4 separate regions of the Mus musculus genome follow, and all the other regions are linked to region 2. Evidence: chromatin contacts called from public Hi-C and promoter capture Hi-C data. All regions are on one chromosome and are shown on one strand. Each heading gives the region's core, a stretch centred on a gene start, on an enhancer-like site or on the middle of the called end of the contact. The rest is flanking DNA. Distances are from core to core; before and after follow the strand shown.

Region 1 (7,264 bases), core at 3,076-5,575, 2.1 Mb before region 2:
CGTAAGCCGGGAAGTGAATACGATCAAATACCTTGTGTGAAATTTTCATAAAATGAATATAAATATTCAGAGACAGAAACACAAATCTAATCTAAAAGGGGACTGGAGAGATGGCTCAATGGTTAGGAACAGTGGCTGCTCTTCCAGACAACCCAGAAAACGGGGCATGATGAGGCGCACCTACTCTGAGCACTCAGGAGGCAGAGGCATGCACATCTCTTTGAGTTCAAGCCTAGAATGGTCTGCAGACAGAGACTAAGTTCCAGGCCAGAGAAAAACCATAGAATAAGACTGTGTTTCAAAACCAACAAGCCATTTTCATGTTTGCTCACAAGAAAAGGGTATATTTGATACTGGTGGCACACACCTTCAATCTTAGCACTCAGGAAGCAGAGGCAGAGGCAGTCGGATCTGAGCTCAAAGCCAGCCTGGTCTATAGAATTAGTTCAAGGACAGCCAAGACTACACAGAGCATCCCTGTCTTGAAAAACCAAAACCAAAACCAAAGGGGGGGGGGGAAGGCAAAACAAAACAAAACAAAAAGATAAATGAAATGTTTTTTTGTTTTGTTTTGTTTTTTTGGAAACTGTCTTTATATGACAATGTCATCTCTAGATATTTATCCTAGGCAAATAACTGAAAATGCTCCTACATAATAGTTAATAAAAATAGTCTTCAGGAACAAAAAATTAATATAGTTCACATAACAGATAAATGTCTTTAAAACATGTTACTACTGTTTTATAGATATGGGTATTTTGCCTGAAAGCATGTTTGTGCATCAGGTGTGTGCCTGGTGCTGGTGGAGATCAGATACCCTGGAGCTGGAGTTACTGACTGGTTTAGAGCCTCCGTGTGGGCACTGGGAACTGGACCCGGGTCCTTTGGATGAGGAGCCAGTGCTCACAACTACAGGAAACATCTCTCTAGCCCCTAAAGCTTTCATTTTAAATTTATTTTAATTATATATGTGTGTATGATGTTATTTCTCCAGCCCTAACATAATTTCTGTATAATAAAAGATTTTGTAGTCATGAAAGCTCCTTCTTTCCCTCAGGATACTTCAACGAATGCTGGCAAACTCAATGTTATAAAAAGAAAAATGTGAAACACTGGGCTGAGGCTAGAGCTTAGTGGTTTGTTCTTGCCTAGCATGTTTGATTGACCTGCAGTACCATTAAAAAAATGAATAAGGAGCTTTATCCAGGGGAACATTTTCTTCTTTGGCCTTTCTACTGTGAAACTTGAGCTTCTTTTCTTTCCTTTCTCCTTCCTTCTCCTTTCCTCCCATGCTTCCCCACTTCCTTTTCTCTGACAGAGCATGACTACTGCACCCAGTTGGCATGGAGCTGGCATGGCAGACTAACTGCACCCAGTTGGCATGGAGCTGGTCTTAGTTTCCAGAGTACTGGGCTTATGGGTGTGTGCTGCCATTCTCAATTTTGAAAGATAAAATTAAAACTCAGACATTAAATGTTTTAAAAAGAAAAAGACATAGGGCTTGACAGTGTATATTACATAGCCAGTTCCAAGACAGCTTGGGCTGTAACAGACCACCACTCTCCCACCCAGGGGAAAAAAGGCAAAGATCTCTCTCTCTGTCAATCTAAATCTTAGCAATTCTGTCTGTCATTATGTTACTTCAAATCCAGATATTTTCAAAGTCTAGTGTAGACTGGTCCCTTAATATTTGTTAAATAAAGAAATGAAAGAAAATGGTTCTGGCTTGAAAACTGAAAGATGGGGGCTGGAAAACTGGCTCCGTGGTTAAGAGCACTTGTTCTTGCAGAGGATCTGGGTGCAGGTTCCAGCACTCACATGGTGACACACAGCCCTCTATTAACTCCAATTCCAGAGGAGTTGACATCTTCTCCTGACCTTCGGGGACACTGCACACACACACGCGGTACACAAACACATAAGCAGGCAACACATCCATCCACACACAGAAAACTCAAAAGTCAGGGAAGACCAGGCAGTTTTAAAATCTGCCCTTGCCGGGAAGGGACTTTAATCCCGGCACTCAGGCGCCTGATGCGCAGGAGGATCCCTGTGAGTTCAAGGCCAGCCTGGTCTATATAGTGAGTTCTAGGACAGCCAGGGCTACACAGAGGGACCTTGTCATGAAGAAAAAAAAACCCTAGTAAATAAAGTAAATCTTTTAGCCATAAGTACTCAAAGATGAATGAAAACCACTTACCCTTAAATATGAGCTTCTGAAAAGGTAGTGGAACTCCTGTGGCCTCTTCAACAAGCTGAGCCAAGTCTTGGACAACTGGCTCACTGTTACCTTGCTGTGGGGTAACAAGAAGGTCATACCTCTCATTGCCTGGAGAAAGAAAAGCATTCAATGAGCATTCATCAACCTAACTCTAAGCTGATGTTTTCTTATGGAGCTGAGATTGAATTCAGCTAGGTAGAAGATGCTGGTCACACGTTCAGAAGCTTATAATGGGAACGGGCATGTTCTGCTGAGAAGGCCTGACTCTGGAGAGGAGAGCTCGGTTGTGCTGGGAATCCAGGGGTTGTCAGGCTGCTCAGGGTAGGGTCACACTTGCATCTATCCATACGCTACCCATTACAAAGCTTGTCTTGAGGATTTGTTTCCTCTAACATAAAAAAAAAAAAACTATTTTAACGATGGCTGATATCTTAAGCAATTATACAGAATAAACGGTACAAGACTTGTTCTATGCACTATCTCAAAACCTCAGGACACCATTAGAAAACAGCTATCAGTCTAATTAAGACTCGCTCGGGGAAACCTTCAACTGCTGACTCAGAATTTGACCTTGCATCCAGCTTTGCATCAAAGCCCACACTTTTCTATCACAAGTTGCCTGCCTCATGTGTGGCATGGCTGTCCTATTGTCTCTATGGCATTGGTCTTGTTTTCCCTGATGTCACCAGCAAGGGACTGTTTTCCTCCAAGTCTTTCATACTGGGTACACCTATGTACACCATAGTTAATGGTTAGTTAGCAAAGACAAACAAACGAAACCAATCCAACAACAGAGAGGTTTTTTCTTTTGTTTTAAAACAGGTACTCAATCTTTTCTAAGTAAGTGGAGTTCAAATCCACCTTTAGATTGCGCTCCCAACCAGTCAAGAGTCAGAAGGAGTCCTAGTTCCTATTTGTGCCTCACAGATCAGACATCAAGAGGCCTTTGGGGGGGTGGGGGTGGGGATTCATCTCAAAGTTTCATAAAACTGCTGGATATAGAGCCATGGTTTAGGTAGCAAAGTTTGTTGTTAGTCTTTCCTAACTGATTCTAAGGAAATGTCATGGCTTCAGCTTTCTCGTGTACTTCCCAAGGTTTTTAGTTCTGTGTTGATGTAACCAGATGTCCAGAAAGTAACTCTTGGACTCACGGCCCATTGAACCTGCGGTTCTATGACATCCAACAAAAACACTACTCAGTAAATAAGGAACAGCGGGATCACGCACCAAGTTCGTACTCTTTACACTGGTGGATGTCCAGAACCACGGAAGTTCTACACACAAGAAGGCCTAATATAAGCCTGACACAAAGACCCACGATTACTAGCGTTACACACTCAACTTTGCTTCCAAATAGAGGATCCAATAAGTGTCCAGGGACCGGCCACAGGGAAAGATGTCCTGACACCAGCCCTAAGCAAAAACATCCCCAAATATATATAGCCAAGAACCCATGTTTCTTTCTCCCAAGACTACATGTGGCCAAACCCACATATCCCAACCCGATCTACGGAACCCTCCTTGGCGCTCACTGTGGGTGACGATCACGCTGAGTCTGGGTGTTTCCATTTCCTCCGTCTGGACCATCTCCTCGGTCTTGGCCATGTTGTCGGTCTGGGTCACCTCTTCTGCCACAGTTACTTCCTCGGTTTGGGTCGCCTCCTCGATCTTGGTCACCTCCTCTACCTGGGTCCCGGTCACGTTCTTGCTACGGGTCACTTTCTTACTTCTAGTCAACTCCCTGCTGCTGCTCCCTACCTTCTCGCTCTGAGAAGAGCGGGGCCGGACTTTCTTCTTCACCCGCGGCTTGCAGGCGCCGGCGGCGGCGCCCCTGGTGGATCGGTCATGCCCGCTGGCTGCACTGCGCACAGAGGAACGCTGAGAGGGAGGCAAGCCCCGCTCGGCCCGGGACTCCGACTGGCGCGGCTCCCGGGCAGGCCGAGGGGCGCGCAGCCTGGGTCCCAGCGGCTCCCGGTCGCCTCGCGGTCGCCGCGCGGCGCTGCGACCCGCCAGGCCGCGTTTGTTCACAGCGCAGCGGTGGCTACCGGGCGCGCAGCCTTGCAACCCCGCCCCACTACTCACCAGTTCCGCCCCATCTACTCGCCACGCCCTCGGAACTGACCCTGCTTCAGGCCCCGCCCTATCCGCCCAGCCGCGTCTAAGCCCCACCCACTCCGCCAAGGCACCGCCCTATCCCTCCTCATAAGCCCCTCCTTCAGAAGTCTTTCCACCTCTCCCAGAGCTCCGCGCTCCTTCTCCGGAAGGAGGAGCTGAAAACACGGAAAAGGGATCGGGAGACTCGGGCGAGCACTCTGCGCCTGCGCATGGGGTGGGGGAAGCCGGAAATTGACACCAGAGCGACTACGCTTCCGTTTCTGGTTTTCCTCCAGTGTTTGGGTTTCCTCGCAGCCGGCCAAGATGAACCGATTCTTCGGAAAAGCGAAACCCAAGGCTCCGCCACCTAGCTTGACGGACTGCATTGGGACGGTGGGCATTTGACTTTGCATACCTCTGACACTCCGACCCGTCCATCCCGAATTCGTACTCCACCCCATTCCTGGTTCGGGCCCATTAAACCTGAGTCTTCTTCATCCCCACCCCTTTCATCCCTGTTTTCCAGGTCATTCCTGACCCCAGAGACCAGACAGTCTAATCTCATCATTCTTTCGCCCTTACTGCACTTAGCTCTTTCCGATGCCCACTGTGCCCCACCCCTTCTTCCTCGCTTTGGTTCCCACATTCCAACCTACGTACCCTATGTCACTACACCCCACTTTGTCTAACCTGGCCTTTTAAAAACCCTTTTTCACTCTTCTCCCCTTACCCATGTCAGGGTTAACATATCTGTACCTTAGTCCTGGGTCTGAGTAGCATAGAATTCTGAATCTTGGCCCTTCCAGATTAAACCTGATCTCGGAAATGGTTTTAGATCTCATCTTAGCCTGTGTTGATTGGTTCATTCCACGCACGTTCATGCAGAGTCCCAAACTGACTATTCTCCTACTTGGGAAATCTCAGCCAGCGGAGAGAATCCCAAATCGTTTTCCTCAAGAGAGGGCTGCTATATCAGAATCTAGGAGGTGGGAGAGAGTTTATGAAAGCCCTCCAATGGTTCGGGCTGGAATTCCCCACCCTTAAGAAAAACCCTATTTTCTGCCCTTTGCTATATTGTTCCTTTTTTCTTTTGCATATCCCTCTCTTTCTGCCCCTTTCCATGTAAACATATTACAATAATTACCACTGCATGTGATGTTTTCTTCCAAGGTGGATAGCAGGGCAGAATCCATTGACAAAAAGATTTCCCGGCTGGATGCTGAACTAGTGAAATATAAGGATCAAATCAAGAAGATGAGAGAGGGTCCTGCTAAGGTAAGGCTGGTGACAACTGTTGTAGGAAGTACTGTGAAGGGACTGACTGGTGAAGGATACAAGAAAAATACACGAAATCTGGTAAAGAGAAGCTACTTGTGAGGACCTGTTCTTCAGGGAACAGAAGCTACAGCCATATACAAGAGGGAGGCTGGGTTTTAATGTGGTAGGTAGAAGATGCTGATGACATGTAATGGGAATTGGCATGCTCTGCTGAGAAGGTCTGACTCTGAAGAGGAGAGCTGGTTGTGCTCAGAATCCGGGTGTTGTCTGGCTACTCAGGTTAGACTAGATATGGCGTGTAAGATCAGTGTTCTGATACTAACACTACTTAATAGGCTATGGGTGTATAGGTATCTTTTTTTTTCATAACTTTATAACTTTTTAACAGTATGAACCAGGATATCACTCAGCTTCAATTTTCTCATCTGTTAAATGAAGATAATATATACTAATGTGTGAGGATTAAATAACAAGTCACCTACATGGCATTATATCTAGAATATCGTAGTAGTTGATGAATTTGCGTGAAGAACCAACAGAGGGATCAAAGGTTGATGTAGAGGTTCCCAGATTCTGAAAGCGGGAGGCTGGTGGGCTGTTGTAAATGGCTTCTAACATGAGGACATGATAGCGGATGAACGTGTTGTATTTAAATGGAAAGCAACTGGATATACACAGTGCGCTCTGTTGGGGCTGGAAGTGGAAGTACAATGCCTAGGGAGAGGAAGAGGAATTGAAGATACAGAGCATGGGTTGCAAAGGGCGCTAAGATGTACCAGCTGGGCATTAGAATTATCTGTGCTCGAAGCTTGAAGAGGAAGAGTAGAGTCAAGGAGCCTCCACATCTGCCATCTTGCAGAAGAAACATGTAGGTGCAGGAGTGTGAGCATAGGGGAGACTTCTTGTGCCATCTGCGTTCCCTTCTTTTAATTAAGTCTGTTTTTCTCCTCAGAACATGGTCAAACAGAAAGCCCTGAGAGTTTTAAAGCAAAAGCGGATGTAAGTCATATGCTTCATCTCCCTCCTAAGAAATCAGAAAGTGAAGAGGCCTTCCATTCCTTCCGGCTTTCATTTCTTCTCAGTAGTCTTGATTTCATTACAAATGTGCAAAAGCTTCCAATGTTCCGAGTTACTACCTAAGCTTCAGCAGCCACGTGGGATCACTTTGGCTGGCAAGGTCGAGATGGTTTGGGTCTCCTGTGGTTGAGTTAGGATGAGTGTTTCGGTTTTGTTTGTAAAGTTAGGAGTGCTAAATATTCATTCTCTCTCACCAGAATAAATGTGAAGGTTCACAATTTATTTTCAATTACTATGTCCCAGTGTTTGTGCGAAACCCCAGTTTATCTGTGGTGCTCACCCATGTGGTCTGCTCAGCCTATGAGATCATCCATGGAGTTGTAGACTCGAGGCATAATCAGCTTGTAGGAAACCAGGAAAAGTGTGATGGCTTTGTTTCAATTTTAAAATGACTTTGTAACAGTCAGATGCTGTCTTCCATTTTTAAAAAATACATTAAAATCACATTGGAAAAAAAAACCTAATAATACCTAGAATGGCCAGCATGTATTACAACTGTTGCCTTCTTGGTGGCAATTGGTTTTAAAGTATTTTGGTTTTCTTGTGGAAGGAATTTGGCTTTGATGGCCTGGACCTGTTATCCTAGCATTTGGG
Region 2 (7,710 bases), core at 2,484-4,983:
GGAAAAGATGGATACCTGGTAGACCCCGGGGGATGTCGCCCCCCCTGCTGGGCTGTAGCCCATGAGCAGGCCACCCTGGAGGGTCCCCTGTCTGACTGGAGGCTGTGAAGGGCCAGCCTCTGGCTCTGAGGATGGAGACAGCTCCGCCTGCACGTGGCGCATGAAGCCCCCCTTGGGTCAGGGGGGCCCCCCCACACGGCCTTTATGCTGGGCCTGGGCTGGGGGGCCTGGGGACATCTGAAGGAAAGAAAAACAGGAGATCATGAGACCCAAGGAGTCTTCTTTCTTTCAGCTCAGTTTCAGATCCTCCCTCGGTCCACAGATGACCTTGAGCAGTTTGGGGAGGTAAAGTTGCCCATATCCCTGGACAGACCAATGGAAGTCAGAGACCACTCTTGGCACTCCCAGGAGGGGCACATTACAGCTCCAGTTTCTCAATGGACTTGCAATCCCCACCCCCAGCACCACCCCCACCCCCACTTTCCTGGACGTTACCCCGATGAAGAAGCCTCAAGCCTGGGCGCGTGTCCTCTCTTCCTGTCTGATGTCTTGTCCCTCTAGCTTGCAGTCTGGTCCATGCCCACTGCACCGGCAAGGTGGCTGCCACCATTCCGTGCAGCTTCTGGGCTCAGTTGGACCCTGAAGGAAAAGAGAAAATATAAGTCAGAATCCGTGCAGCCAATGGTAAAATTCCTCCACTAATATAGGCTACTATATCAGCACACACACCAAGACATCTTCCCCGCTTTGGGACAAGCTCTGCAGAAACAGAAGAGGCAGGCTGGAGACCTAGGGCGTATGCAGAAGAATTGGGCTACCTGAGGACTCAACAGAGAAGCAAGTCTTGGCTGACTGTATTAAGGATGTGAGAAATGAGTAGAGACAAGATGAACCACTTGTCAGGGTCTCCAGCTCAGGAACTGGCCCTGAGTAATAGGGGATAAGATGCCCCAAAGACCAGAGATTCCATGTCAGGTTGTAGGTGGACAGGACAATACTGTACTTCTCTTACTCAAGGCTACCCAGTTACACAACTCATCTCCTTATATCTATCCAAAGGGGCAAGTGCCACTCGAGAGTGCTGAGGGCAGAGGTCATGCAGGTAGGTACACCCCATCACACAACTACAGAACTCAAGTCAGCTCCAAGCCAGCCCTGCACATTTAAAATCCTAACGTTCCTCAGAAATCTGTCTTTTTAATAGAAGAAATCCAGCAGGGCATGGGTAGCACATGCCTTTAATCCCAGCACTTGGGAGGCAGAGGCAGACAGATTTCTGAGCTCAAGGCCAGCCTGGTCTACAGAGTGAGTTCCAGGACAGCCAGGGCTACACTGTTACCCCCATCCCCTAAAGACCTCCCCGAAACAAAAAGAAATCTAACCAAAAACAAGTGGTGGAAGGAGAGAACGCAGTCAGAAGATACTTTCTAGTTCTCACCCCTCCCCCCAGGCCCTGCAAACCAGAGATAAGGAAGCAGCAAGCAGCCAACTGGAAATAACTGGAGTATCTCTCCATGCCCCTCCCGCAGGGCACAACCAATACTCAAAAAAAAAAAAAAAAAAGCTAAAGCATTTCTTTGTTGCCAAAGCACAACAATGGTCTTCACAGACCACTAATATTTCAGTGACCAGACTCTCAAGTTGAAGGCCAGCTGTCCCCACTGTCATCCTTATTTGGTCAGCAGCCTGTGAGCACTACCAACCATACTGCCCTTTAACATAGTGCTAGAGGCTGAGGCAGGAGGATCTAGACCAGTCTAGCTACATGTTGAGAGGTCCTCTGTCAAAATCAAACAAACAAAAACCAGGTTACAGCCAGACTTCCCACTACACCAGACAGTTAAGGTCAGATGAGGTTATGAGACATCCTACCTCAGACAAAACACAAAACCAACAAACAAGTTGAGGGGAGTGGTGGCACACATCTTTTAGTCCACACACTCTGGAGGCAGAGACAGGCAAATCACTAACTACTTTCTGAAACCCGATGACACTGCTGTTCACTTCTGATTATGTCAGGCCCGAGGACAGGACTGTGTTTCTTCCCCAGCCCAACTTCAAGCTCAGGAGAAACACACATCAAGATTCAAAAAAAAAAAAAAAAAAAAAAAAAAAAAAAGCCTAAATCCGAGCTAGCACCAGTGATCTGGTCAGCAGCCTGACAGTGTAGAGACACACTGTATGGGTGAAGAGTGGAGAGATTAATTGTACATGGGGAACTGCAGCAGTTCATGTGGTGGCAGGAGACGGAGAGAGGGGGGACATTTACACGTAGGGACTCTCCTACATCAGCCATTGCCTTCCTTTCAGACCACACCTTGCCATTTCACCAGGCCCCCTTCCGAATGAGACCCTAAGAACATTCCAGTCCTTCATGTGGGTGAGATGGCTAGAAAGCGGAGAACGCCAGTAGTAGCAGTGTCGTGAGAGTATGACCTGTTCTCCTTTCTTCCCCTCCTAGTCTCCACCCAAGCTTTAAAGTTCAAGAAGGGCGTTTTCCTGAGCACCCCAATTTCCAGGTCATCTCAGTTGCCCTCCTGAGCCCTTGCCTCGAGGAAGCCAGGTGATGACATGATGCCCTACTTGACCCCAGCATGCTGGCATCTGCTCATTAATCCAGAGTCCTATTAGTTCCCTCCCTGCCCAGAGACGCTCGAAGACTCACTCCTCTGCCACCCAGCTTCAAGCTGACTCATGGGGTAGGACTGCCGGGAGAAGGGACAAGCCAGTATAAGCCAAACCTCGCCCTCCATGCTGGGGATGGGCAGCAGCTGGCATTAAACAGCTGTGCCAGACTGTGGCTGCCAAGGACTACAGCTCCCAACATGCCGAGAGCAAGGCCAGCAAAAACAACAAGTCCCAGAATACCATGAGGTCTGTACCCTCAGATACTTGTTAGACCTGGGAGGTGGGAGAGGTTGTGGTACAAGAAGAACACCTAGGCTCATTCTATCCTTCCCTTCACTCTCAAGACACCCATTTTTACCCTAAGGAAGGTTAGGGTAAGAATTCCTACCCATGTGTTTTCCACTCTTATCCTGGGCAGAGTCCTGCTGCTCACTGCTGTACATTTTGTCCTCACACAAGTCTACACACGCTAGGGTGACTGTTCCCAAGACCACTGTTCTGAGTAGAAAGGTTAATCTCTGCTTTCACACTCGCTCTCACTCTGGCCTAGAGCCCTTCACCTTTAATAGAGAGGGAGCAGACCTCAGAAACCCCTCCAAACTCAGACGGGGAGACTCACCTTGACTCCTGGACTCCTTGTTCTGGACGATTCCTCCCACCCCCTGCTTAGCCTCCCAGGTCGGTTCTCATCCCTTCTTCACAGTCTGGGACAGGCCCCATACCCTGCAGAGGTTTTGGAGATCTGATCCTTCCACCTAGTACACACTCACCCCGCTCCCAAATTGGCTCCGCCGCGGTGGCCGCTGCTCCGGGCCCTTCCGTCCCGGTCCCGTCCCCGTCCCGGTCCCTCCCCTCGGATAACCAGTCCCCCCTACTACGGGCCCCCAACCCAGACAAAGGGTGGCTTAGGCTGAGAGCCTTGCTCTGCTTGGCCCTTCCCTGATCAGCTTCGTGTGCAACACTAGCGGGCTCTGGCGTCCGCAGCCCCTCTAGCTGCTGTTGCACCCCTCCCTGCGACGGTCCCTCCCCGGGGCCGCCCCGGCTCCGCGCCGCAGACTCAGCTGCCCCTCTGACTCACAGGCCATTTCCTACCAGCTGATGGGGCCGCCCGCCCCGCCCAGCGCCCAGCCACCCCCAGCACTGCGACCACGGCTGCCACGCCCCCCTCAGACCACACCCTCTATGGGCAACAACTATGTTCATTGGCCCAGTGGAGGCCAGCCTCTCAGCAACCTCAAGCGTGAGTCACGCCCTCTTCAAGGAGCGCACGCCTATTGGTCCACATAAGGGCAGGCCTACCCAATGTCGCTCCGCCCACCTCCTTAACCCTTTTTCTGTCCAAGTCCTAAGCAATTCTCTGCCCTGTCATTTAACCCCATTCAGACTTCATTCTCTCAGGGCTCAACAAACCTTTCTCCTCCACACTTCCTGTTCTGAAGTAAATTAATATGAAGCTCCAGTGTGTTCACAGATAAATCTCAACAATCTCCAAGTCACACCAAACCCAACCCTACATATCCCCAAGCCCATTCGCCCCCACATCCCGAAACAGCTCCAGGTAAAAGGGTTGCTATCGAGTAAGCTTTCTACAAGAGCAGGAAAAAAAGACCTACTACAGTCGTACCTTATTTCTATCCATACTGAAAGATGGCATCCTCTCCCACCCCCTTTTTGTCTTTGTTAGAGACCCCAGGAGGCTGACATTTCAGGGACTCTCAAAACCCTTCCGAGACCAGGCTTTGGAGCACTCTTTGCTGACAGGCCTCTGCTCCGAGGAAACAGAGCATCCTAAGAAGTGAGTTAGAAGGCCTTCTGCCCAAAGTCAGATGGAGACCAAGTTCGTCTTCATGACTCACAGCTCCCTCGAAACTCACCAAGCTCCCCCTGAGTCACAGGGCCCCGGGCCCAGCCCAGAGCCAGCCAAATTAAGCAGCATTATAGTCAGCATCCCTAACCTTTGTCCTTAGCTCTGTAAATAACCAGGACGGAATTTTTGCGAGGACTGGGCATTCACAGACACTTTTTACAGGGAGTGCTCTCGAGATAACCTGAGAAAATGGATAGCCTTGTCTACTTTGTCTTCTGAACTTATCAGCAAGTCAGACAGGTTGTCACCAACTCAGGCCTTTTCTCCCTGTCGGTCACAGAAACAGGGAACAAACAGCAGAACCAAAGGAAGTAGAAGCCAATGCTTTGCCTATGCTATGAGTCCCCAGGACCATTAGTTTATTACTGGACTGTAAAAAGAGGGCCCCCCCTACTTCCTCTCTGGGTTTTACAATTAATACAAGTACACAACAGACCTCTAGTATGCTTTCTCCTTACCTCTACTGAGTAGGAGGAACTCCCTAAAAAAGACCCCAGCTCCCTAAGATTGAATTCCCTGCTACGAAGGAGCAGAATTTTTTTGGTTTTCGAGACAGGGTTTCTCTGAGTAGCCCTGGCTGTCCTGGAACTCACTCTGTAGACCAGGCTGGCCTCGAACTCAGAAATCCGCCTGCCTCTGCCTCCCAAGTGCTGGGATTTAAGGCGTGCGCCACCACTGCCCAGCAGGATTTTAAAAAGTCTCAAAGCCCTAAACACAAGTGAAGAATCAATATGAGAATCTATTTGTCTTAGCAAAGCTCACATCTTAGGAAAATTCTTGGCAGCCCTCATTTGTTCTAACTATAATTTCAAGCTTTAGTTTTCTACAAAGATCAGAGGGGGAATACTAAAGGAGTCAGGATAAGAAAAAAAAAAAAAAAGTTCCAGGCCTCAGTATGCCCTGGGGAAAGGAACACAGGTCACTCATGCATGGCGTCATACCTAGTTGCTCTAAACTCTTATCTTGCATTTTTTGTTCTTCTTTTAAAGCCAAGGTCTTGCTATATAACCTAGGCTGCCCTTGAACTCATAATCATCCTGCCTTGCCTCCAAAGTGTTAGGATTACAGGTTACTGGGAGGTTTTGTTGTTTTTGCTTTGTTTCTTTGAGACAGAGTTTCTAGTCACTCAGACTGAGCAATTTCAGCTATCTCTTGCCTCTATCTCTGCAATGCTGAGATTACTGGTGTGTGCTACTGGACAGAGCCTGACTTAAAAAAAATTTTTTTTTTAAAGACAAGATCTCATGTAGTTTCGGCCTCAAACACACTATACATCAGAGGATGGGGATGATCCTGGACCTTTTTGGTTTTTTTTTTTTTTTTTTTTTTTTTTTGGTTTTTTGAGACAGGGTTTCTCTGAGTAGCCCTGGCTGTCCTGGAACTCACTCTGTAGAACAGGCTGGCCTTGAACTCAGAAATCTGCCTGCCTCTGCCTCCCGAGTGCTGGGATTTAAGGCGTGCGCCACCACTGCCCCCACTGATCCTGGAATCTTGATCTTTCTGTTCTCACTTCCCGAATGCTGAATTACGTTTTTGTTTTGTTTTGTTTTGTTTTGTTTTGTTTTTTTAAAAAAAAAAACCTTTAAAACCAGGCCTAGTGATGGCTCATGCCTTTAAATGCCATCCCAGAGACATCCGGGGCTACACAGAGAAGCACTGTCTCAAATCAAAACCAAAGAAAAATATTACTGCTGAGAATAATTGCATATGCCTTTAATCTTAGCACAAAGGAGGCAAAGGCAGGCTGATCTCTGTGAGTTTGAGGCCAGCATGATCTACATATGGAGCTCCAGGCTAGCCAAGGCTACATACATAGTAAGGCCCTCTCTTTAAAAAAGAAACAAGATTCTTCTTCTTCTTCTTCTTCTTCTTCTTCTTCTTCTTCTTCTTCTTCTTCTTCTTCTTCTTCTTCTTCTTCTTCTTCTTCATTATCGTGTATGGATGTGTGAGGGCAGGTGAGAAGACAACTTGGAGAATCTGTTTCTCTCCTTTCACTATGGGGTCAGTATGGGGTCACAATGGGGTCAAGGATTAAAATCAGATCAGGCTGGCAGGTGTTTTTACACACAGAACCATGTCCCTTACTGCCTACGTCCCTTTTAAATACATAGCAGCTACCACCAGCTTACTTCAGTTTTTGTCTTTGTTTTCCAAGACAGGGTTTCTCTGTGTAGCCCTGGCTGTCCTGGGACTCACTCTGCAGACCAGGCTGGCCTCGAACTCAGATTTACCCGACTCAGTCTCCTGACGGTTGTGATCATAGGCATGTACCACCACCTAGGGACTTCTTTTTTCACAAACATACACATAGTTTCCTCCTCCTCCTTGTCTTCCTCTTCCTCCTCCTCTTTCTCCTCTTCTTCCTCTTCTCTTATTAGACGCTCCATAAGAACAGCAACTCTGCTCTTTGTACTAACATTCTCTGAGGCTGGCATATAAAAGGTACTCAATAAAATGTAGTGAACAGAGGGTCAGATAATGAGCAGCACTAGTGAAATGTGGACCTTACCTCCTGTGCTTTCACTGTGCAGCTTTAGGGACCAGCTGTGGTTGTTTGTTTGTTTGTTTGTTTTTTACCACACACGCTGGTTTTGGTGGTGCACATGTATAATCCCAACATCTGGGAGATGAACTCAGAAAGATCAGGCGTTCAAAGTCCTCATCTGTTACATAGTGAGTTTGAGGCCAGCCTGGGCTACTAAAAAAAAAAAAAAAAAAAAAAAAAAAAAAAACAACCAAAAACCTGTCTCAAATGTAAAATAAACAAACAATGATTCCTTTAAACAATGACCATGGAGGGCATCTATTGCTCTGGCTTTATAATCCTACTGGCTGCTGTGCATTTTTGTTCATCACAGGGGATGGGCTTAAGCAACTGAATTTCCTGCTGCTGGCACTGAAGCAGAAAGGCTCTATACTCAGCATAGCAAACTGCTGCCTTTTCTCTTTATGCCCCACCCACTCACACGAAATGCCCCAGCCCAGAGGAAGCCTGAATGCCTCTGCCCTGGGCCCGCCCCTCTCTGATAGAGAGCGGCTGGGAAGCAGTGTTGCCATAGAAATCAGTGCCTCCTCAAAAGGCTTCAGCCTGCCCTTCTTTACCCAACCCTACCCCAAGGCTTTGTCTGTCCTGAGCACCCCTCCCTTTTTCAGCCAGACTCAGCAACTGGGTGGCTGTATGAGAAGGCTGGCTCGGGGCCCCCTTTCAGCAATAC
Region 3 (6,685 bases), core at 1,016-3,515, 2.3 Mb before region 2:
AAACAACACATGCAAGATAGTTTTCTTTTTTCTTCTTGCAGTCCTAGGAATCATACCTAGGGCCTTGAACAGAATAAGAAGCACTCATTCTATGTGTTATATTCCCACTCCAAAGACGGTGTCACACCTAACTCAAGTGATCTTGAGTTCACTAGCCTCCTGGTTCTGCTTCCTAGTTCTGAATTTTCAGAACTACCAAACTAAGCTAAGATCTCATTTCCACACAAAATTATCACATATGAAGTTGCTGGTAATTTTCGAGGTTTTTTGTTTGATTTGTTTTGAGACAGGGTCTTTCTTACTCTGTAGCTTTGGCTGCCCTGGAACCTGCTATGTAGACTGGCCTGGCCTCTATATTAGAGATCTGCCTACCTCTGCCTTCAGAGTGCTGGGATTAAAGGCAGACTTTATCAGCCTAGTCCTGCAATTTTGGTTGGTTGGTTGGATGGTTTTGGTTTGGTTTTTTGTTTTTAATTCTGGTTTTTAATCTCATTACGAGTTAAGTTCCTTGAGAGTAGGGGCCATGGCTTACAAGAGTTTTGTATTGGCAAGGCCTAGAGTATGCCTGGCATAGTAGATATTTTACTCAAAAGTGTTGGCTTAAAGCAGTAGTTCTCAAACCTGTGGGTTTTGATCCCTTCGGAAAACCTTTGGCACATATTTATATTACAATTCACAGCAGTAACAACATTGCAGTTATGAAGAAGCAATGAAAATAATTTTATGGTTGGGGGACACCACAACATGAGGAGCTGTAATAAAGGGTCGCAGCGTTAGGAAGGTAAAGAGCCCCTGCTTTAAAGACGTAACCTATTGATAGATGTGATATCTGAGAGGGTAACACGTAAGCTGAGAAAAGATGTTTCTCAACCAAAACCACAGCACATCATCAAAAAGTCTGTAAGGGAAGTGGCGTAGCTTTAGTGACCACAACAGAGTTTAGTGAAAGCAGTAACGGTGGAGAGGCAGGACAGCTCAAGGTAGAAATCCCAAAATCCGGAGGTTTTTAAGACCACGAGCTAAAGATGTCTTTGGGTAGGTTTGAAGACAGCCTTTCCAGCTCCCTTAGCTCTGGCTACATCCAATTACCTGTGATCTCCATAAAGCACTGAGACAGCCGCTCAGCTGGTAACGCACTGAAGACTTGAGTTGCCCGTGCAAAGGTACGAGAGAACTACAATGGTCCACAAGCCTAGAAACACACAATAAAACGAACATTTAAAGAATCTCATCCCACACTCTGCACTTCCATTAGGAAGTGTGCTTAACTGCTTCTTGTTCACCTGCTGACCTGTATTTTGTGATTTCTCTTATAAGTTTTTAGCTTGTTCCACTTCCAACGAAAGTCCAAGCAAGAGGCCCCGCGGTTAAGAGCATGTACCACCCTTCACAACTGCTCAGAGACAGGAGATTTCAGAATTTGAAGCCAGACTTAAGACTCCATGCCTCTGGCTTCCTTGGGCACCTACACACACACACACACACAGAGGATTCAAAATAAATCTTTAAAATATGTGAACTCTTTCAAGCTTACACCTCCACTTCTTTGATGTATCTATTGTGTTAGTGAATAAGAAAAACATTCACTCTGTCCTTTGAAAGCTTAAGATTCAACTTTGCCAACTATAGATTTTTGAGTCACCAACTGGAAATAAAAACGGTCAGAGAATTAAAACAATAAGCTAAAGCAATTAATTTTGCTTTTGGCCGCTCCTCTGCGGCCAAACTGGGTGGAAGACCATGACCCTCCGTTAGCATGAGGCATTCTAAATGTTTTCCTGTTTGGTGAAGTCCCAGATTCCCTCCGCCCAAGTCGTCAGAGCCAAAAGGATCTGAAGCCTGGGCCAGGCTCGTCCAAAAAGCTCTGACATAAGTGCGCTTGGGTGAAACCAAAGCCTGCGAGGCTGGTTTAGGGAGTAGGCCCGCCTTGCTCAGCATTTCTTGCCCGCAAGGCTCAGAGCTAAGGAGCTGGAGCTGCAGAAAATCAGACTCGCAGCCAGGGCTGGGTTCCACCAATCCCCTTCAGCACAGCGCGCACAACGCCTGAAGCACTCGTCCCCGGCTTACGGGCTCTGGGACATGACCTCTCCACCTCAAGACTTCCGCACTCTGGTTCCTCGCAATAAGAAAAAAAGCCTCTAGAAAATTCTACGAGGCTCGGGAACCCGGGCTTGAGTCCACCCCCACAAGGCCCTTGGGCGCAGCCACTTCCCGCCCCCGCGCCGTTGCCCAGGTAACCGAGGGGCGGTGGCAGCGGCGAGGGGCGGGACTTCCGGCAAGTGACGCGCCGGGGCTCGGCTACAAAAGAGGTCGGCTGCGGCGGGCCGGGCGGAACTTTCCAGAACGCTCGGTGGGTGGTGGAGGAGCAGCGTGTGGCTGAGCTGCGCTGTGCTCCGCTCCTTTCCGCTCTCCGGCGCCGGCCCGCTCACCGGTGAGTCTCCGGCCTCCCTCGGTCGCGGCGTGCGGTCTGGACCCCAGACAGCCGGGGAAGGCGCAGCCGGAGGCGGTTGGTCCCGCGTGGGCGGGGACTGCGGGTTCCTTGAGCCGGCCTCGGGCTTCGGAAGGCTGCCGGGAATGCCCGGCGCCCTGCCCGCCCGCACGCCTCGAGGAGGTCCAAGGCCCAAGCCAATTGGCCTCCCGCCTCATGCTCCTTGCTGCGTACCCCCGCGCTCCGCCGCCCGGGCCGGGTGGGCAGCGCTGCGCACGCGCGGAGCAAGGCAGGGGTGAGGGGCTGCGGGAGGAGCCGGGCGGAGGCTGCGGCTTGCGCTTCTCCTGGCTCTCCTCCCTCTCTTTGTTGAGGTTCGACCTCCCCCCCCCCTCCGCCTTTTCGATCAGGGTGGGAGGGAGAAAGGAAGGAAGCCTTAACGGTCGGCGCCGGGGGGCCCGGGAAACCCAGAGGGCGAGCCAGCTTCCAGGCCTGCGGGGCGAGAGTGGGTAAGCTGCGAGCGAGCAGGAGCAGGATGGCGACGGGGCCCGGGCACCTGCTCCCTGGAGCCGGTCTCCTAAGCCACTCCTCCACCCCCGGGAGTCCAGTGTCGCTTTCCGGCGAGGGTATGGCCTTTATCAGATGTACAAAGGCAGCGGTAATGTACTAACCAGTGGACGGAACCTATCAGTGCTGCTGTGGGTTACTAGCAAAACCTCTGGGGAAAGGAAACCGGAAGAAGCCAAATAATTCATGTGTTAGTGCAGTAGAGTCTGAACCAGCTGCGAGAGAGGCTTTCCTTCGCGTTCCCTGAAATCTATATTTTAATCTGTTCGAGTTTACAGCTGAATCATATCAGGAATTTTTTTTTACCTTTTAAGACGCGTAGGGAAGGCTGTATTAGTATGAAATAAATGCAAAAGAACAGATTGCTTTAGCTCTGGTAGTTAAAGACTACCCGTTAAGAGCCAGTCGTGGCGCACACCTTTGATCCCAGTGCTCAGGAGGCAGAAGCAGTTGGATCTTTTCTACAAAAGTTTAAAGCTGGTTTAAAATTACCATTTTCTGGTTTCAGGCTGTAAAAAATGGTGAAAGAAACCACTTACTACGATGTTTTGGGGGTAAAACCCAATGCCACCCAGGAAGAATTGAAAAAGGCATATAGAAAATTGGCCTTGAAGTACCACCCTGATAAGAATCCAAATGAAGGGGAAAAGGTAAGGGCACAGGCAAACAGCTCAGCAGCAGTGTTGCAGTGTGTGTATCTTTCTGTTCGTGCCTTAAAGTCTACCGTAGCTGTGCTTTGTAACAGTTGTTTCTAATGGGATGTCCTTTTCTGAAACAGTTTAAACAGATTTCTCAAGCTTATGAAGTTCTTGCTGATTCCAAAAAAAGGGAACTATATGATAAAGGAGGGGAGCAGGCGATTAAAGAGGGCGGAGCAGGTGGTGGTTTTGGCTCACCCATGGATATCTTTGATATGTTCTTTGGAGGAGGAGGAAGAATGCAAAGAGAAAGGAGAGGTAAGAAAAATCTGGCTTACCTGCAGCTAGAACGAAATAACTGCTGCGGAAAAAAAAGACTTGAGAATTTATTCAAATGCTTGTTTACACGTTGGTATGATGTTACACTCTGTCCGTGAACTGTCTTTGACTTCTGGTGTCATTGAGATTTTCTGTAACTAAAAAATAGCTAAGCCAAAAAGCAGGTATAACTAACCCCATAGATTCCCAAACAGTGGGGGTAACAAAGTGTACTAACTTAGGTTTCTAAGCCCTGTCCTCCCTTGGATAATACCACCTGCTCTTAGAACCCAGTGGTAAGTGCAGTGGCCCTTTCTGTTAGAAAAGTAACCCTGAGCAAGCAGAGCCTGAGAAAAGCTCATTGTCTGCAGATAGCTGCTGCTGTTGACTCTTGTTTCAGCTCTGCTAGCTCAGCTTAATGTGTTTAGTGTTTGGCCAAAAGATGTCTATGGGAAGACAGTATTGAAGGGTAAAATAGCACTTTGTTCTCAGTATATATAGTTAATATAAACTAGTTCATAGGCACAGTTCTAGAACAAATAGGCAGGCCATTAAATTTCACTTTGCTCCTTAAAGGGACTTGGAAAAACTGTTTACTATGTTTTTAGAACAATTAACCTGTGGGCCTGAGAAACTGCTCAGTGATTAAGTCAAGAGCATTTGCCATTCCTTGTAGAAGATCCAGGTTCTGTTTCCCACACCCACACTCGATAGCTGGCTCACCACTGCCTGAAACTCCAGCTCCAGGGGACCAGCAGCTGCTTCTTCTGGCCTCTTGGTTTTCACATAAACATATTTAAAAAACCAACCTATAATCGCAGTCGGCCTGCTCAGCCATAAGATGGTATGAGCTACAGAAAGGTAGACTGACTTTGGCTTAGATGAGTTTGAGGGCTTTTGTTAACTGTGCTGCTTTGGAGAATGGACTCCGTCAGTTTCCAGAAGCTTGCTTTTTCCTTTCTGTACTCTGTATAAAGTTGAGAAAGCTCGGACTTTCAATTTGTGAGAACCTACTTGCTTACAAAGTGAAAATGAGAAAGCAGCACAATGTCGTGACTTTAATTTTAACTCCTTACTTAAAGAGTAAGAATATTCGGATATTCAGAAAGGATTGGGACTTTCTTTGGTAATCAGGCAATGCTCGTGGCGGGCCGTGGATAAAGTCCTAGGGGAAGGATCACCAGCTAGGGACTTATTAACCGTTGACAGGTGATTTCATTTCTCTAACCTGGCTGTCCTTATGTGATCTCAACCAACCTACTTCGGCTATGTGGCAATCTTTTGCTCTAGCCAGATATGGGTCTTTAAGATGAGATTAATTTAGAGGGAAAAATTTCTCTGCAGCTGTAGTAGCCACCACACTTAAAATTGTATCTAGTATTGTACATGTAAAATGTGTCCATTGCTACAGAAAGTTCTGTTGGACTGTATAATATATAACAAAAGGCCTGGGAAATTTGAGACAACCAGTGCTAGCCTAGCAATAAAAACTATTGAAACTGAAGTAGAAATTGCTATTTCAGTAGTGTCTCAATATTGGCTTCTCCAGCCAATCTTGATTAGAAAGAATTTACTGTGCTAAAGAATGTTTGGATTAAGTAACTAGCCATGTTGCTTAATAATGCCTAATAAGTAAAACCTTCAAAGGGATCCATGCTTAGCATTGTGAAATGTGCCTGAACATTGAGTGACTTTTAAGGGTAGTATTTTAATTGCTGGATTTCTGAGAGGGCCTCTGTGTTCTTAGGCAGATAGATGAACTGCTCACATAATTTTCCTCATTTATGATTAGATTAGTTTGAAAATCAAGTGATTAGATGAGTGTTGTATATGAGTATAGCTCAAAAAGATGTATAGTTTGAGGCTGGTCTTCCATTATCCTTTGCCATTTTTATAGTGCCTTCAACAAAGAAACGTTACAGATGGGTGTTTAATGAGCAGTGTTTTATTCTAGGTAAAAATGTTGTTCATCAGCTCTCAGTGACCTTAGAAGACTTATATAATGGTGCAACAAGAAAACTGGCTCTGCAAAAGAATGTGATTTGTGACAAATGTGAAGGTAAGGGTTCCTAAGTGTTGGGTGTTGTTAGCTGGGTTGTTTATGAGGATAGGCCTTTGTAGATGTAAGCTGGCCTTTTATCTTTCTTCAACTTTCTGAGTACCAGGTCCCCATGACTTCCCTGATAAAGTTGGAGTGCAGCACTAAAAACAGCTGAATCTTCTACAAAGAGAAATGTAATGGCTTTGCTGTGACATACTCATGTCTGTATAGAATTTTCATTATTCTCTTCTCCAACTCCTTTTCCTTACTATTCTTCTGTATGCCCGTGGTTTGATGGCCCAGTGAGTCCCATTAGAGTTGCTTACAGGAATGTGGATGAGGAATTGTTCCCAAAGGACAGGCACCAGAATTAGTGGCTACATGTAGTAGAAATGGTATAGTAGAATTAGTGGCTACATGTAGAAGAAAATGTCTCTTCAGGGATGAGGCTTTGTCATCAGCTCCTTTATGACAACACATTGATGGGCCCAATCCTGTGTAGATCCTAAGCAACAACTTTTTTTTTTTTTTAAAAAGCAATGCTTTGTACATTTATATGCATGTTGTGTTGTGTTGAGAGGTCAGAAATTGCATTGCAGTAATGAGGTTGGTTTGTTTTTTTTTTTTTTTTTTTTCTTCAACTATGCATGCCTTAAAAATCAAACTGGGGTTGGTCAGACTTGGTTTGACCAAACC
Region 4 (6,979 bases), core at 702-3,201, 2.8 Mb before region 2:
CTACTTGTATATAAGAGTACTCAGAATTCAACTAAACCTTTACCCACCCACCCCCAAAAATTCAAAGAACTTTAAAATCAGCTTAGCATGGCATATTATTTTCTGAGTATAGCACAGCCACAGGAAATTATTGGATAATATTAAAAATAAGTTCTGGACAGCATACATTTAAAGTATACTTACAGCCATATGATATTTGACATAATAGTGAACAAACCACATAGGTATAAGCACATGAGAAACAGCGAAGAGACTGGAGCGGTACGCCTTAAAGACCTGCGGGGGAAACACATACAAAATAAGCAAACATCCGCTCTTTACAGTTTTATTTTTTAGATTTATTTACTTTATGCATGTAAGTGTTCTGTCTGCATATATGTATGTGTACCAGGAGTATGCCTGGCGCCCTCAGAGCTCAGACAGAAGAAAGCATCAGATGCCCTGGAACTAGAGTTACAGACAGTTTTGAGCCACCATGTGCATGCTGGGAACCAAAACTGGGTCCTCTGAAAGAGCCAAGTGGTCTGAAGCAGTCACCTCTCCAGCCTCACCCCACCCCTCACTTGAGACAGGGTCCCAAGCGTTAGCCAAGGCTGGCCCGCCTCCCTCTGCAGAGATCCTCGGCTATCCTCCTGCCTCAGCCTCTGGAGCTGCTGTGATTACCAACATGCGCTGCTTACTCTCCCTAGCATGAGCTACCTTATTTTTCAATGTGTGTGGAACAAAAACCAAACCAACTAACCAAACAAAAACATTCCACCACTACCAACTATGTGTGATAATTATTTTACAAATTTCTAAATGGAACATATTTCCTGACAGATTGGGGCTGACCTACCAATTTCAGTATTTTCACTAACTCTGAGGCTTCCTATAGAATATCCATAGATTCTAAGACAGAATAAGCACCATTCTGCAAGACATAAGGCATTGTTGTTCAAGAAACCAACCAACCAACCAAGACTTTGTACAACTACTACTTCTACTTCTACCACAATTACTGGAAGGAGCTGAAAGCAATTCCCACACAATGTTCGCTACTCATCATTGATGTGATTTAATAGCAGTCTCCAAGAAAATATCTGGAATCCTTACAATAAAAAGCAGTCCTTGAGTGAACGGTTTTTCTGCCTGGAGGTCATGGAATGCAATTTAAAAGTAACTAAAAGTGTGTTAAACGTACACAGTGATGCGTAGAAAGGGAGCTTTAGAGTCTGACAAAGCATACCAAATAGAACCCTGTCTTCTGTTGCGACCCCATGGGGCTGTACTATACCAGCTGGCCAGTCTCTGGCACCTCAACCCTACCCACCGCGTAAGTGTTCTCAAATACTGAAATCACAGCCTGTGATCTCAGTTAATTCTGACCAGTTTAACCCGAGAAAAGGTATCTACACTCGAAAGAACTGCATGTGCGGCGAGCGTCTTGTAAAACCTAAGACCCGACTTCTCAGTACACCTGACAGCCACCTGCTCCTGGACTCCAGACCCCAGCCCTGAACAATAGCGACCTGACAGCGTCTCCGCTAAACCTGAGCCCCTGGACTGATTGTCCCTTGGGGCCCTCCCGGGTATGCGGGCTCTGGACAGGGTTGGGCCTTGATGGAACTGAGAGGAGTGGGCTGGGAGGCTTGGCCAGGCTGCGACCCGGGGTGGGAACCCGGACACCCGTGTGGCTCATCACTCACCATGTTCTTCCACACGGCCCCGTCCCGCAAAAAGTTATCCCAGAATCGCTCCAGGGGCCACATCCTGCGCGGGGGCAACACGGGCTCCCGGGGACTCAGCTCCTGGTCCTTCAGCCATCGTCTCCTTAGCTCCCGCAGCTGCTGCAGCCGCAGCTTCTCATCCGGCGTGTACCCTGACATGTTGCCGACGAGCCTACACAGGACCGGTCACTGACCTGCCCCTCCCGCTCCGCAAAGCGACCTTGAGGCGCCTGGAAGCGGCGCGGAGTGATGACGCCACACCAGCCCCGCCTCTGGGGGCGGGCCGACTCCTTCGCGGAAAGCAGGCTCTGCTCATGCGCAAAGCCCTCTCTTGGACCCTGGGTTTTAACAACCTGGGTTAAGTATGAGCTCAGGAAGGTCCCTGAGTTAAGAACTAAGTGGGCGGTGTTGGAAAGTGTGAGAAGTCCTGGGGCTAGGGTTCAGAGAAAGAACTTGTAGGGGAGGGGACCGGAAGAACAAGGACGATGGTTTAGCGAACCTCTGCCTCGCCCCCTTGAATTCTCTTCTTGACCGAGAGACACTTGCGTCCGAATTTGGCTCCCACCTCTTTCGTAACCCGCTAAGTAATCTTGAGCGCCTATCTCGGTTTTCTTCCCTCTCTGTACTGCAGAAATAAAGAGCACCTTATTTGGGAGGCTTCCATAGGCTCGCTCACTCTTTGATTCTGCCGGCCCACTTTGTAAGACATCCCAAAGGTATGGCAGTAAAAATTTGTAGGGGTGTGCACGAATATTCGTCACAACACGATATGTAATAGCAAAACATTGAAAAATCACCTCCCAGATTTCAGAATAGAGGATTAGTGGGAAAGCTTATAGTACTGTAAAGCATTGGTATGCTACTGCCATAAATGAGCCTTCTATTCATAACTGGAGTAACTTCTACAATCTATTGATAAGTTAAAAAAATAAATAAGTAAATAAAACCAACTACACCAAGTATGCTACCTTTTATCCAAAAGCAGGGAGAGTAGTAGTGATACTAAATATATATACATGCTCTGAAAATTTTAGAGTAATAAATGAAAATAATTTTGTTATTTGTATTTGGTTTTGGAGACAAGATCTCATGTTGGCTTTGAAATTGCTATTTAGGGAGACTGGACTTAAACTCCGAATTCCCCTGCCTCCACTACTCATGAGCTAGATGAAGTACACCAGTATGCCCAACCTAACTACTGCTTCAAACACCACCACCAATATTATATAGGGAAGATAGGATAGACACAAAAGTAGGAACTAGGGAGTTTGGAGGTGGCTTAGCGGTTAAGAACACTTACTGCTCCGTCAGAAGACTGAATTAGGAGAATCTAGCTACATGGTGGGGCTTCTGGAACCTGAGTGTTCTCCAGCAGAGAAGAATATGATTTATAAGGCTCTCTCTAGCGAACCAGAACTGGGGAAGTTTCTAAGACCAGTAAGCAACTTGATTAGCAGGTTTCTCTGGTCAAAGATGAAAACATTTCAGCATCAGTAAGTATGAATTGAATGATTTTTAAAATATAAAACACGTCACACATAACCAAGTCAAAATACTTTATTAAAAAATCTCGTTTTTGATTTTTGGATGATTTTTTTAAAGATTTTATTTATTTTGTGTGTATGAGTACACTGTCGCTGTCTTCAGACACACCAGAAGAGGGCATTGGATCCCATTATAGATCATTGTGAGCCACCATGTGGTTCCTGGGATTTGAATTCAAGACCTCTGGAAGAGCAGTTGGGTGTTCTTAACCGCTGAGCCATCTCTCCAGCCATTGGATGGCCTTGAAAAACAACTTATCTTGAAATCTGGTAAGAAAAAAAAAATCATTTCTCATGTCAATTTGTACACTATGCCTTGTGGCCAGTTTCCCCCTCCCCTCTCTGCTTTCTCACCAACCATTGATCTGCTTTCCATCACTATTAAAGAGTCCGTGTTCTTGTAGAACTTTCTATAAATGGGATCACAGATTTAACTTGATTTTGTCCTGTTCCTGTTACTCAACATCACTATCCAGGGGTTGAGGTATGAGGAGAACTTAGTAGCATATTCTTTGTTGTTCCTGAATAATAACCTATTGCAGGTGTTATACCACAGTTTAAATATTTACCTGTTAACCAACAGATTAGTTTTTCCTTATTTTTGGAAACCGCAAGCCCAGTTGCTATGAACCATCTTTGTATGATGTCTAGAAATAGAACAGCTGTGGAATGTGTAGTGTATACTTACCTGTAAAAAAAATTCCAAATGCTTTTCTTAAAGGTCTATTATGACTGTATCCATAGTTTGTGAGAGACCCATTTATCCACCCATTATTTGATGTGGTAAGTCATTTTAATAGATAATTAGTGGTATTATAACTTTCATTGTTCCAACATCTGAAAACAACACTTGCTTTTCCATTAAAAAAAAAATCAGACATTTTTTCTAGTGTTCTGTACAAATTACATCTTAGAGTAACAAAAAACTTCTGGGGAAATTTTCTTCGACGAAGCATTTTAATACCAAACATAGGAAGAACTGGCAAGCCAAACTTCACCATCACACCACCCCTCCTTCCTCAGCTCCAAGAGGATCCCCACCACCACCAGGTCTTCCCACTCCCTGGGGCCTCAAATTTCTGGAGTGTTAGGCTGGTCTTCTCCCACTGAGGCCCGACCAGGTAGTTCTGGGCTGTAAATGTGTCAAGGCCTTCCACCAGCTCACGCACGCTGCCTGGTTGGTGGCTCAGTTTCTGATAGATCTCAGGGGTCCAGGTTAGTTGAGGCTGATGGTCTTCTTGTGGGGTCATCCTACTCTTCAGCTTCTTTCAGCTTTTCCCTAATTCAACCACAGGGGTCCCTGATTTCAATCCATTGGTTGGGTGTAAGTATCTGCATCTGTATCAGTCAGCAGCTTGTTGGGCCTCTCAGAGGGCATCCATGCTAGGTTCCTGTCTGTAAGCACACCATAACATCAGTAATAGTGTCAGACCTTGGAGCCTCCCCTTGAGCTAGATCCCAATTTGGGCCTGTCACTGAATGGCCTTTCTCTCAGTCTCTTCTCCATTTTTTTGTCCCTACAGTTCTTTGAGACAGGAACAATTTTGGGTCAAAATTTTTGACTGTGGGATGGTGTCTTAGGGTTTTACTGCTGTGAATAGATACCATGACCAAGGCAAGTCTTATAAATGACAACATTTAATTGGGGCTGGCTTACAGGTTCATAGGTTCAGTTCATTGTCATTGTGATGGTTTGTATATTCTTGGACCAGGGAGTGGCACCATTTGGAGATGTGGCCTTGTTCGAATAGGTGTGACCTGGTTGGAGTAGGTGTGTCACTGTGGGTGTGGGCTTATGATCCTCACTCTAGTTGCCTGGAAGTCAGTCTTCTACTAGCAGCCTTTGGATGAAGATGTAGAACTCTCAGCTCTGCCTGTGCCATGCCTGCCTGGATACTGCCATGCTCCCACCTTGATGATAATGGACTGAACCTCTGAACCTGTAAGCCAGCCCTAATTAAATGTTGTTTTTTATAAGAGTAGCCTTGGTCATGATGTCTATTCACAGCACTAAAACCCTAACTAAGACAGAAGTTGGTACTGGGAGTGGGGTATTGCTGTGATAGGCCTGACCATGCTTTTATTTGAAAGAATGTGGATTTTGGTACTTTGTATTTGGAAAGCAGTGGAATGCTTTAAATGGGGCTTAATGGGTCATCCTAGTAGGAATATGGAAGACTTTGTTGCTGGGAGTAATTTGAACTGTGTTGACCTGGTCCAAGAGATTTCAAAGGAGAAGAATTTCAGAATGTGGCATGAAGACAGTTTTTGTGGTATTTTGGTGAAGAATGTGGCTACTTTTTGCCCTTGTCTGAAAAGTCTGCCTGAGGCTAAGGTGAAGAGACTCAGATTATTTGCACTGTCAAAGGAAGTTTCAAAAAAGCCCAGCAGAGACTTTGTTCTCTGGTTAAGTCTTATGAAGAGAAGTTTGAACAAGCATAGCAAGCTTAGAAAGGAAAAATATAAATTATATGGCTCGAGTATTAAAGGAGTACCAGGAAGTGAAATGGAGCAAAATCCTGAGTTCTAGGAGATAACAGATTAAGGGAGTGGGACCTTGGGGCAAGATCCTACCCAGCTAAATTTAGATCCAGGCATGGTGGTACACACCTTTAATCTCAGGAGACAGGCATGCTGATCTCTGTATTCAAGGTGAATCTACAGAGTAATACCCAGGGTAGCCAAGCTTAGGCAGTGAAGGATTTAGAAAACATAAAGCCAGTGATAATGTAATAGTACAAGGGGGTCATGTTTTAGTTCCTGCAAGCAGCAGAACTCGGCAGCTTCAGCCATGTATCTCTGGCTCTAGAGTTAAGAATGGAAGGAACTACTGGGACAATTGATGCTGGTTAGCTGGAGCTAAGACATTAGCAATGATTAAGAAGAGACCAGCATCACTGAGGTGAAATCTTCTGGGAATTGTTTTCTGGGAGCACAAAGAAGTTGTGTTCCAGAGATAGCCAAGGTTGTACCCCGTGCTGCAGCTGTACTTGGTAATGTGTAAGTCACTAAGGTGGTACTGGTTTTGAAAGCATGAAGGAGTTATGAAGAGCAGCTGAGGCTTGGCACTGTGAGAGGCCATGGAAGGCCATTGGTGAAGGTACAGCCTCAGTTGAAGTTGATGGTCATGCAAAGGATTTGAGGCTTGGAACCATGAAGAGAGCCTATGAGAGGCTATTGGTGAAGCCTAGTTGGAGTGGAACACCCCAGTGTATTGGAGATGTCAGTACCATGGGATGATCACCAAGAACAGAAGCCGTAGTGGAGTGGATCAACCTGAGCTTAGAGTGCCACAGAGGGCAGAGCTGGAAAAGTGATTCCAGCCATTAGGAGGAGCCCAAAAGATCAGTGTCCCAGACACTGAAACAAGAAGTTGTAACACTGAAATTGCAGCCGGGCGTGGTGACGCACGCCTTTAATCCCAGCACTCGGGAGGCAGAGGCAGGTGGATTTCTGAGTTCGAGGCCAGCCTGGTCTGCAAAGTGAGTTCCAGGACAGCCAGGGCTATACAGAGAAACCCTGTCTCAAAAAAAAAAAAAAAAAAACCAAAAAAAAACCAAAAACCAAAAAACAAAACAACAACAACAACAACAACAACAAAAACCAAAAAACAAAACACTGAAATTGCCTTGGAGACTCAAAGATGTTAAAGATGCCAGAGCCATGGGATACATGCTGACATGCTGAGGAAAGCTGCTAACAAAGAGAAAGCAGTTTGTTGCAGTC

Evidence for each region. Hi-C and Micro-C count contacts between places; a contact is called where the count stands out from the background. Capture Hi-C pulls out chosen DNA fragments and counts their contacts.
Region 1: a contact with region 2 is called in a promoter capture Hi-C map of adipose tissue, with 2.4 times the contacts expected there. The contact joins the promoter of Bag1 here to the promoter of Fam214b in region 2. A contact is called at or near these places in 3 of 39 promoter capture datasets (cranial neural crest, embryonic stem cells and pre-B cells), 1 of 484 Hi-C or Micro-C datasets (B cells) and 2 of 9 other capture datasets (adipose tissue and liver).
Region 3: a contact with region 2 is called in a promoter capture Hi-C map of liver, with 3 times the contacts expected there. The contact joins the promoter of Dnaja1 here to the promoter of Fam214b in region 2. A contact is called at or near these places in 2 of 39 promoter capture datasets (liver and pre-B cells) and 1 of 9 other capture datasets (liver).
Region 4: a Hi-C map of B cells shows a contact between it and region 2, with 5 read pairs. The contact joins the promoter of Ndufb6 here to the promoter of Fam214b in region 2. A contact is called at or near these places in 1 of 484 Hi-C or Micro-C datasets (B cells) and 2 of 9 other capture datasets (adipose tissue and liver).

Annotation. Positions count from the first base shown.
Region 1 is chr4:40,943,969-40,951,232 of GRCm38.p6, forward strand. It overlaps Bag1 (BCL2-associated athanogene 1), which reads right to left and starts at 4,326. Exons shown (of 7, transcript NM_001171739.1): 1 at 3,754-4,326; 2 at 2,201-2,329. The coding sequence starts at 3,826. Chmp5 (charged multivesicular body protein 5) reads left to right here and starts at 4,585. Exons shown (of 8, transcript NM_029814.1): 1 at 4,585-4,708; 2 at 5,486-5,590; 3 at 6,546-6,592. The coding sequence starts at 4,640.
Region 2 is chr4:43,036,568-43,044,277 of GRCm38.p6, forward strand. Fam214b (family with sequence similarity 214, member B) reads right to left here and starts at 3,734. Exons shown (of 9, transcript NM_001253353.1): 1 at 3,399-3,734; 2 at 496-639; 3 at 1-237. The coding sequence starts at 162.
Region 3 is chr4:40,720,203-40,726,887 of GRCm38.p6, forward strand. Dnaja1 (DnaJ heat shock protein family (Hsp40) member A1) reads left to right here and starts at 2,266. Exons shown (of 9, transcript NM_008298.6): 1 at 2,266-2,431; 2 at 3,501-3,642; 3 at 3,771-3,948; 4 at 5,903-6,007. The coding sequence starts at 3,511. Gm6297 (predicted gene 6297) reads right to left here and starts at 2,639. Exons shown (of 3, transcript NR_077226.1): 1 at 2,430-2,639; 2 at 1,292-1,465; 3 at 1-1,192. It overlaps Mir207 (microRNA 207), which reads left to right and starts at 2,715; the gene lies at 2,715-2,793. It also overlaps a transcript of Aptx not described here.
Region 4 is chr4:40,277,470-40,284,448 of GRCm38.p6, forward strand. It overlaps Ndufb6 (NADH:ubiquinone oxidoreductase subunit B6), which reads right to left and starts at 1,952. Exons shown (of 4, transcript NM_001033305.3): 1 at 1,689-1,952; 2 at 184-276. The coding sequence starts at 1,868.